2 separate regions of the Mus musculus genome follow, and region 2 is linked to region 1. Evidence: chromatin contacts called from public HiChIP or PLAC-seq data. All regions are on one chromosome and are shown on one strand. Each heading gives the region's core, a stretch centred on a gene start, on an enhancer-like site or on the middle of the called end of the contact. The rest is flanking DNA. Distances are from core to core; before and after follow the strand shown. Region 1 has its middle 12 kb from the start of Gm6961. Region 2 has its middle 70 kb from the start of Gm41389.

Region 1 (5,301 bases), core at 1,103-3,602:
TCGAGATGGTGATTGTCTTACTCCAGAAAGCACTTTGGGAGCACTCTATGAACCTCAGGGACGTAGTCTTAACTATGCTAGCATCTCATGAACGCCACCAGGTGTTATTCTGCCTGTAAGGAGACTTTGGGGCGGGGGGAGATCATCCCTTCAATTAGTTACAAGTAATAAAAATGGAATACAGATGGTTGCCTTTGTTTCTGGCATTAACAGCGCCATTCAGGTATTTGAAGTAGTATAAGTCACTGTTTCGACTCACAATCAGGGACCCTAACTGCCACACTTCATCTGTCCCTTCGAAACACTTCCAGTAGCACTTCCTGCATGGTTTTGACCATGTGAAAGCATATGATGTTTCCTGTCATGGTAAACAGGAGTACTCTCATTATATACCTTCAACATCAGTTAGCAAAGAAAGTCGCATCTCTGATTTCGTAGAGAGGTCATGTTTCAGTGGGAGGGAGGGAGGAAGGAAGGAAGGAGGGAGGGAGGGAGGGAGGGAGGGAGGGAGGGAGGGAGGGAAGGAAGGAAGGAAGGAAGGAAGGAAGGAAGGAAGGAAGGAAGGAAGGAAGGAAGGAAATAAGACCACAAAAGTATGCATATATCTCAATGGTTCCAAGTCAATCCCACAGAAGCTCTATCTATTCTTTCTTTTCCAGCCTGAAAACAGCAAAAAAAATTCATAAAAATTCGCCATCCTCTCCACCAGACCATTGGAAAGGAAGCCAGAACTAAACCCTTCTAGCATCAGGGAAGAAGGATACATTCATCAAAGCATTTGATTTTTCTCTTGAAAAAAAAATGCAAAGCCCAACTTGGGATGAGTCCAGGAGAAGTCGCCATCTGCTCCACCTGTTGTGGGAACAGTCGACCCTGAGCCCGTGCAGACTACAGTCCAGAGCTGGCCTTTCCAGAACTGCAGCAGCAAGTGTCCCTTGAAGGTTAACCCACGCTCAGGTTCCATCAAGTTCAGGGACCGGAACCTCCCACCTCCTTTTGTAAAGTTAAAAACAGACTGCTCACCTTATGCTCTTGGCTTGCGGATTTAGAAGAATGGTTTCTAAGGTTGCTTTGACTTTTGCCCTGAACTGGGATGTGGTAGCCCACCTTATGTGTGGGTGGGCCTCTCACAATTTCAGTTATAGGAGGGATGAGTTTATCATGGAAGATACTTACAGAAAGATGTGGCATTACTCACACAGCTGTGATGATATTGTATCCTTATATGGCTCTGATTTGTTATTCGCTGTTGCTAGTTAGTTACTGTGTTTAATTTGTAAATTAAAGATTATCAGAGGTACACATTCTTATGTAGGACATGTATAGTACACATAGGATTTGGTCATCTCTACACTTCAGGCAACATCTGTAGGTCTTGTATGCATCTCACAAAGATAAAGGCAGCTATGGTATGGAAGTTGCTTTAGTCAAATGCTTGCCCCCCCTTTTTCATACCTTATAAAAATTAGTAAAACATAGTAATTAGGGGACAATTTTCTATGCATGTGTGCATATATGTGCCTATGTGTATGAAATATTGGACATTAATCTCTGAAACTTCAGACCAAGAATAGCAAAGCCGCTTGACATCACGTGAACCTTGCGTCCTTTTGAGGAGCACGTCAGGGGAAAATGAGAAGAACGAATTTCAGTACAGTGCGTGTCTTTGCAAGGCTCTAAAGCACTGGTTCTCAACCTGTGGGTCGCGATCCCTTTTGGGGTTGAACGACCCTTTCACAGGTGTTGCCTAAGACTCTCTGCATACCAGATATATACATTATGACACATAACAGTAGCAAAATTACAGGCATGAAAGAGCCACAGGATACTTTTATGGCTGGAGGTCACCACAACATGAGGGACTCTATCAAAGGGTTGCAGTGTTAGGAAGGTTGAGAGTCGTTGCCAAAGAGAGACAGCAGCTTCACGCGGCAGAATTTTAATGTCAATTTTCGTGCTTTCTCACAAGCAGGGAAGTTAGTGAGAGGCATAAGCAAGATAATCTACAAAGGCAGAATTTTGTGGTTCTGTGGTACCCCTAAAACCAGTGTGTCACTGTAGGTAGACAATCTTGTACTTTTCCCCCCAACTTGCACAGACTAAATAGATACATGCGATGTGACCATGGCTAGGTGTGTTCACAGCGTTTATAAGGCTAGGCGTGTTCACAGTGTTTAGAAGCACTAGAATAGAAAGCAGACGACGACCTGATGGAGACTCGACTGCTAGTTGTTTTGTAAATCAGTTTGTCATTTTATTCCTTCTAGGGTAGAAATGAAAGAGAGGACATTGTCAGGGGTGGTCAGTTTAACCAGCGCTGTTCAAGGCTGACCACAAGGGGGCAGCCCAGAGCCGGGAATCAAGAGGTTAGCTTTGGTCCAGCTCAGCTGAGTCTCCGTGGTTATCTGAACTCCCTAGGTCTGTTTGCTCATCCTAATCAGGTCTCTCTCTCTCTCTCTCTTTCTCTCTCTCTCTCTCTCTCTCTCTCTCTCTCTCTCTCTCTCTCTCTCTCTCTCTCTCCCTCCCTCTCCCTCTCCCTCTCCCTCCCTCTCCCTCTCCCTCTCTCTCTCTCCCCCTCTCCCTCTCTCTCTCTCCCCCTCTCTCTCTCCCCCCCTCTCTCTCTCTCCCTCCCTCCCTCCCTCCTCTCTCTCTCTCTCTCTCTCTCTCTCTCTCTCTCTCTCTCTCTCTCTCTCTCTCTCTCTTATATTTATTCATAAGACTCTGTTTTTGAATGACTTGGAGTCCTGCAGACTCTTCATCCCAAGGTACAGTGGCTTATTTCAAGTGCACTGATTGGGAGAGCGGGAGCCCTGCGTAAATGGTGTAGGGGAAGTTAGCACTCAAATCCCTCCTTACTCCGGCTTGGATAGTCAGGGGGTGTGTCGGGTGTGGTTGGCTACTGGGTCAAGACATAGGCAGTCAAATTCCGTTCTGCTGACTCATTAGATGTTGCTGTCTCCAGGATCATAGCAGGTGTGTCTCTGTTCAGAGCATTTAGGCAGACTGAAGTAAAAAACTAATAATAATAAATAATAAATAAATAAATAACCAATCAGAAGGATGCTGGACGATGATTCTTTAAAAGCATCCTACAGGTCCTGTCTTATTGGTGATAGCAGAACATTTGGAGACAGGACGTTAAAGACCCTTCTCCTCTCCTGTGGCATAATACTATCTTGCAACATTAATTTCATCCATAAGAGCTGTTCAGTGGGTTTTAAAGAGAACTAGAATATTTATTTTTAATGGTTGCTCCTGGGCACGGCTTCGTGGTACACACTGACTCCAGAGTTATAATGTCTGAGTGCTGATCATGATACTGATTTGCCCAATCAGCTTGGCAAATCTGATCACCTGCACACTCCCCCCCCCAATCTCTCTCTCTCTCTCTCTCTCTCTCTCTCTCTCTCTCTCTCTTTGAGATAGAACATCATTATGTAGCCCTGGCTAGCCTGAAAGTCACTATATAAACCAGGCTAGCCTTGATATCACAAAGATTCTCTTGCCTCTGACTCCCAAGTGCTGTCACCAGACCCAGACAAGTGACCCATGACATCATTTAGCCCCAACATCATTATTATTGTCATTGTGGCACATCACGGTGTTAAAATGAAACTTTAGACATCAGTGCTCGTGTATTCTGTAAGCACAAAGTAAATTAATATCTGTTCCTGGTTGACCTGTTTTCAAACTAGGGCCATGGCCTTCCAATGTAGACAACCTGTTGATGGCCTTCCAATGTAAACAATCTGTTGATACATCGACAACTGTTACTCAGAGAGAAGAATAAGAGAAAGGACAGAGCACAGACTGCAGAGGAGAAGACTGAATGGAAAAGAGGAGGAGGGAGAGGAGAGGAGAGAGAAAAGGGAGGTGGGGAGGGACGAAACCAGATGACAGATGAACAAGGAACAGAAGGAGGGGAGAGGAGACAAAGAAAGGGGGTCCCATAAAGGAAGCCTTGGGGACATATGTGGCATCATTAGCAAAGTCCACTGTGCAATTCTGCATGTGTGGGGGCATGCTGTGTGAATATTATTCTCACCATATTATTTGAGTAACTAAGGAAACCCTGACTCTAAAGGACAGGCAGATGTTGTGAAAGGGGGCTCATGAGATGGCTCAGTGGGTAAAGGGTTCAAGTCCCAGCCTGACAACCTGAGTTCAACCCCCAGGTCCCTAACGGTAGAAGGAGAGAACTGACCCCCAAAAGCTGACCTCAGATCCCACACTCTGAAGATGACCCAGCCCCCGCCTAAATAAATAAGTAAATGTACTTTTTTTCAATGTTGTGAAGTAATAATAAAAGACACTTTTGAATCACGTCAGTGGAACTCCCTGGGAATTCAGCTGGATCCACGTCTTTGGCTGTTGTTTTTGAATCACTTCACTCATGTGAAACATTGTCTCAAGCAGGTTTTTTTGTCTCATTTTAAGGCTTTAAGGCTTAACAAGCAGCAAACTAAAAATATAGCTAAATGTGTAAATTGTCATTACAAATAATTGATAAAAAGGCTTCATAAAAGACTCTAATGGCCTATAGAACAATTTGAACAAATGAATAATTTGTAAGGACTTCATGCCTTGGTCATCAATGAATGCTTCGGGTAATTTCCGGATGTAAAATGGAAACAATGTAACAGAACGAATCCTTGACATTTGGAATACCGCAAGCAGGATGGGTACTGAATAAGTCATGGTTCAATCCCTCCGCCATTAACTGCTGGACTCTGTCCACTGCCGTCGAGTGCCAAGTTTTCCAATCTGAAGAACACTCACCAACTGTCTCTGCTCCTAGCACCTCTTCATTCCGCTTTAACTTGCCAGAATTGTGCATACCCTCTACCAGGAAGTCCAGGCACAGACAAAAGACTGCTAGATTAAAAATAAAATAAAATAATTCATTTAATAACATAATGGATGAAAGGTAAGCTTGGAAACCCAGGTCCTGAAGACCAAACAAACAAAAGTCTATGTTCATATGAGTAATATGTTCTCAGAGGATGTCTGTATGGTGATAGGAATTAGTGTAGGGTTAGTGGAATTTGCTCCCTCGTTTTAAGATCGATGATGGTAACAGACAGCATTCTAATAGGTGATGCCCAGGCAGCTAGGGAGGTCCACTTTTGCTCCCCATTGTGTCAAAGTGCTTCGTGGTTGAGATATAAAATAGCCCCTGAAAAACCCATTCACTGAAGACTTGGTCCCCAATGCCATATTCACAGGTGGGCTGTTGGAAAGTAACTGGATCGTGATGGCTTTCATCTAATCAAAGGATTCATTCATCTACCGATGGCGCCA
Region 2 (5,301 bases), core at 819-3,318, 220 kb after region 1:
TCAGTTGAGGGTCCCTCTTCCCAGGTGACTAGCACAGGGAGATGTCTGCAGAGTCCATCTCAGCCCTTGCTCCTTCCTATTCTGCCTGTTTCTTACCTGTCATGGAGAAGCCCCTCAGCCCCACCGCACCCTTCCACCATGATGCTTGGTCTCACACAAGCATGGGAACAGTGGACTCTGCAGACTGAACTGAAAGCACTGGAACTCAAACAACTCCACTCTCCCCTCAGGGATTACATCAGTGCAGCAGGAGGCCTGTGATTGGACAGGGAAAGGGGAAGCGGAGTTGCAGAGACAGAGAGCATCTCAGGGGGAGAGAAAAAGGCCAAGATGGAGGCGGACGTGAACCAGCATGGCTTTAACCAGCCACACGTAGTTATGATATCATAAAGGTTAGAATATTGGGATAATTTGTCTAATCTAGGAGGGCCAGTATTACTTGGCTTGATATTATTGTGTGGGCATCTTGTGTACTGAGAATTATTGATACATAAATCTGATCGGTTAATTATAAGGTTCAAGAGTTTTGCTTTACTTTGTTTCTGGAATGTGGGACCGCAGATGGTGGAGAGGAAACTAGAAGCTACAGGGACAAGCGAGCCAGACGCTGCAGGGGGCTAGCTGGAGTCGCCTGCAGCAGGAGCACGGGGAGGCCATGTGGTCTACCAGTTATGGTAGCACGGGAAGCCTGGCGGTCCACTTTTTTAATATTTCCTGCAACAGTGGTCTCACTCAGATGTTTTGTCAGAGGCACAAAACCCTAGCACGCCGTTCAACTCCGATATGATAACAACCTGTGCCCCAACACACTGGTCACATCCAAGGGAGCAGCTATGCCATGAGATGCTGTAAGCACAACACTGTATGACAAACTGATGCCCTATGACATCGCTTTCAGAGAAATCCAGTTATTTAGGAGGCCTCACCAATAAGGGCAGAAGAGATAATGATTTTACCAGATATATAGACCTTACATTAAGACACACAAAAAAATGGGGAAAAAAACATGCTAATATAATACCTGCTAAATCATGACCCTCCAGAGACACTCAAATGTCTGATAAAGGACCCAAAAGAATGATTTTTTTTAAGTCCAATGAGATCAGTAAAATACAAACAGTTAAATTGAAAGATGAAGCTGGTCATGAGTAAGAACATAGGCAAGAAATGGAGTTTGGTTTTTTTTTTGTTGTTTTTTGGTTTTTGTTTTGTTATTTTTTGGTTTTTGTTTGTGTGTATTTTTTGTTTTGTTTTTGGGTTTTTGTTTTGTTTTTGTTTTTGTTTTTCTGAAACAGGGTTTCTCTGTATATCCCTGGCTGTCCTGGAACTCACTCTGTAGACCAGGCTGGCCTCAAACTCAGAAATCCGCCTGCCTCTGCCTCCCGAGTGCTGGGATTAAAGGCGTGTGCTACCATGCCTGGCAGATTTTTTAAATAAGGATGCCGTTAAAAAAAAGAAATCCAAACCTGAGAATTCTGTGTTTCATATAATAATTAGTTAAAAGAATGAACAGCAGACTAGATCAAACAGAAGAAGCTCAAGTCTTGAAAATAGGCTTTGCAAAATAGCACCCAAGAAAGGGGTGTTGGGAACAAGAAAGAAGAGAGCACACAAGAGCTGCTGAACACCATGAAAAGGCCGGTCTTGTATAAGCAAATGTAAAGAAATAAAGGGGCATGGAAAACCCATTTGACGAACTGAAACAGGAAACATCCCTAGTCTTGGGAATGACACAGGTACAAGAGGCCTATAGAAGCTCAAATAGATACCACCAGAAAAGACCCTCACCGTGACAGTCAAACAGTCAGAAGTGCAGGACAGAGCACTTTAACTGCTGGGAGATAAAAATGCTAAGCCACTTAAAAGCAGCCCCATTAAGGTAACAGCAGATTTTTCTTAAGTATAAGTCCTATGCCAGTGATGCATTTCAGGTCCTGAAAGAAAATAAATGCCAACCAACATGGCTGTACTCAGCCAAACTACCATTTAGGATCAAAAGAGAAACGGGCAACATCCGAGTTAAACCACACTGCAGAAGCTAGTCTGGTGCCACACACCTGTGACCCCGGCACATAAAAGGCAGAGCCAGAGGATCTGCGAGTCTGAGGCCAGGCTGGGATACATAGTGAGAGCCTGTCAAGGCAAACAAATGAGCAAAAACCCTCGCTATAGATCAAGTAGGTTTAACAGACATTTACAGAACAATCCAGTGGCTCTAAAGGGCATATTCTTTCCACCAGCACCTAAACCTGGATGTGTCAGGGCAGGGGTTGTGTTGGGGGTGGGGTGACACCCAGAGGGGGGCTTCTCCTTCTCAAAAGAGAAGGGACAGGTGGGATGAGGAGAGGACTTGATTGAGGGGTACTGGGAGGACAGGAAGGGCTGACATTGGGTTGTAAAGTGAATAAGTAAAATTTTAAGAAAAGAAAACATGAAGCTACAAATGTCTTTATAATGTAAAGAAATGAAAGCATAGCATCAGATACTGTATCTTTCCTGATCACTGTGAGACGAAATTAAAAATCATAGAGAAATTTTGGAAATTATGTAAACATAGGTATGTAACAACACCCTTCTCGGGTGAACTGCATGTGTATTGAAAAATTACATGAGACAATGGAATGGGACCAAATGCCACAGCCTGTGGGCTGTGAACAGGGGAGGGGATTGCCTTAAGGGAAAAGAGACAGGACAACAGATTAAAGGGAGTTCAGAGGAGGAATACCGTGGGTGGAAGGGTTTGGACAGGGAGGGAGGCAAGGGACTGAGGAGATGAGACTGTAGGGATGAGAGAGTAGAAAGAAACCATGTGGAAAGGCAGATGGACCATCAGGGAGGTGACATACTGTTCTCCGAACTGACTAAAGACTCACTGCACCCAGACTCAGAGGAAACAGGTAATTTAACCCTGGCTAAGCACCCATACATGGGAAACTAGTCGGTCCATTGAGGAAATAGACTTCTGATAGTTAGCTAAACTTGCAAAATTGCTCGATAGTTAAATAAATCCTAGCAACTTGAGCTCAGTCCATGAATGAGACGTGATGAAAGAAGAGAACTGACACATTCAAGCTGCCCTCTGACTGGCATACATTGACCATGCTGCATGCGCCTCTCCATGCCCCTGATAAAGAAGTGATAAATCTGTAAGCTAATTAAAATAATTGATTCACATGGAGTTTGAAGTATGGACAAAAGAAATAGCATTTTTTTAAAGGGCACTCACTAGTAGAGTGGATCAAACTGCAGGAACTATTTGTTGCCTCCCATGAATGTACCTCACCACAAAATACAGACACTGCCTTAGGGTGAAAGGATGGAGACAGTATTCTAAGCAAATGGACTTACGAATACAGGAAGGCATCCCTGTTCTACTATCTCACAAAATAGATTTTAAACCAAAAGTAATGAGAAGAGATATTATGACTCTTATAACATATATGCCAGAAATAGGTTCACCAAATTTCATAAAGCAAATACTATTAGATATAAAGTCACAGAGTAACACAACACAATAATACTTGGCAAGTTCAATATCCCACTCTCAGCAATCGACTGGCCATCCTGACACGAATTAAGCAAACACCTGAATTAAGTGACATCGTAGATCAAATGCATTTAACCGGCGTCTACGGTATATTCCATTCAAACCCTACAAACTACACATCCTTCCAAGCCCCCAGAACTGTCTCTAAAATAGATTCGGACACAAAGCCAGTCTTAACAGATAAATGAAAATCGAAATGATTCCTTGTATTCTGTTGATCACAACAGAGTAAGACTACAGATCAATAGCAAGAGAAGCCCCAGAGCACACACGGATGTATGCATGAAGGTCAAACAACACACGACTCAACAATGACTCAGGCCTTTAAAAAAGCAAGGAGGAAATAAGAACACTTCTAAGATCAAGTGAAAATGGACATTATCACAAGCCTCAGCCTGTGGGGTACAGAAAGCAAAACTAAGAGAGAAGTTCATGGCTTTAGCGCCTGCATTAAGCAATCAAAGATATCTCAGACAAATGACTTAATTATATACCTTACATATCTGAGCAAAAGAACAAGCCAAGTCCCAGATCAGTCGACAAAAACAAATCATTACTACCAAGGCAGGAATGAATGGAATGGGGAGAAATAATCACTAATACAGAGAATTGGCTCTTTAAAAGGATGAAACGTGACAGACAAACCCTTAGCCAAACTAACCAAGAAAGTGAAGACATGAATTAAAAACTTTTATTAGATATGGAAAGGTAATACACACACACACACATATGCACACACAACTAAATTCAAAGATGTCGAGAAATGGATGAATCCCTGGAAACCTATGACCTCCACAATTAAGCCAAATGTGAGAAACAATTTAAGCAGATATGTACCAAAGAGTGAGATTAAAGGACTAATTTTAAAAAGCTATTATGGAATCAACCCTAGATGTCTATCAGCTAGTTGGTAATGAAAATGTGGTACATGTGCACAACGGATTTAAAAGATAACATTATGTAGTCCCAGTACATCATAAGATAATTTTAAAACGAAATTTTTGAAAGTGTTTCAACAGAGGTAACCAGGTTGGGTGGACAACACTGTTTCCAGAAAACATGAATTATTAAATGTGAATGTGAGTACTAGGCATGGTATATCTCTCTATGAGGTTTTGGTCAGGTAGGTGTCCAAAGCCTCCCAAACATAATAACTAATTTTTTAAAATATTATTTACTTATTTTTATTTACACGAGTACACTGTAGCTGTCTTCAGACACACCAGAAGAGTGCATCAGATCCCATTACAGATGGTTGTGAGCTACCATGTGGTTGCTGGGAATTAAACTCAGGACCTCTGGAAGAGCAGCCAGTGCTCTTAACTGCCAAGCCATCTCTCCAGCCCCAATAATTAATTTTTAATAGCTTGTTGGCCATACCTTTTGGTTGCAGAACATACAGAAATCTAAATGAAATTGACCAGGAAACATCCTGGTTCCTAGCTAGTTTTCATAGTGCATAAAGGTGCTATGCAGGCTGCTGGGGTGGGGGATACATCTGTCATCTTATCCAGCATTGGCCTTTGCATGTTATAATACTAACCTGCCAGGCAATATGTACCAACTAGAGCAATAGTGGCTTCTCTATTGGGAGTGGGATGGGTAACCAACTGTTTTCCTGTTGAACTTGAAGTCTGCTCCACAGAAGGAAATGCATGGCTGCTACTGTATATGCAGCCAAATGCCCATAGCTTGAGAGGTCATAGGTGTTGCTTGTGACCCTGACCAAGATCCTTGGGGGTAGGTCCTAGAAG

Evidence for each region. HiChIP or PLAC-seq counts read pairs in DNA pulled down with a chosen protein or histone mark.
Region 2: a contact with region 1 is called in an H3K27ac HiChIP or PLAC-seq map of T-cell acute lymphoblastic leukemia, with 3 times the contacts expected there. The contact joins two enhancer-like sites. A contact is called at or near these places in 2 of 15 datasets of contacts at CTCF or cohesin (both in embryonic stem cells), 7 of 484 Hi-C or Micro-C datasets (bone marrow-derived macrophages, embryonic stem cells and extraembryonic ectoderm) and 4 of 115 datasets of contacts at active chromatin or transcription factors (T-cell acute lymphoblastic leukemia, cardiomyocytes and embryonic stem cells).

What each region holds. Positions count from the first base shown.
Region 1 is chr15:95,760,754-95,766,054 of GRCm38.p6, forward strand. No RefSeq gene overlaps it. Among named protein-coding and RNA genes, the nearest start is that of Gm6961, 12 kb to the left of the region's middle. Within about 2 kb of position 2,353, at least 12 of the 459 cell types and tissues checked have an H3K27ac peak or open chromatin away from gene starts, as enhancers often do. A contact at or near this core is called in T-cell acute lymphoblastic leukemia, where this site is marked.
Region 2 is chr15:95,978,758-95,984,058 of GRCm38.p6, forward strand. No RefSeq gene overlaps it. Among named protein-coding and RNA genes, the nearest start is that of Gm41389, 70 kb to the left of the region's middle. Within about 2 kb of position 2,069, at least 8 of the 459 cell types and tissues checked have an H3K27ac peak or open chromatin away from gene starts, as enhancers often do. A contact at or near this core is called in T-cell acute lymphoblastic leukemia, where this site is marked.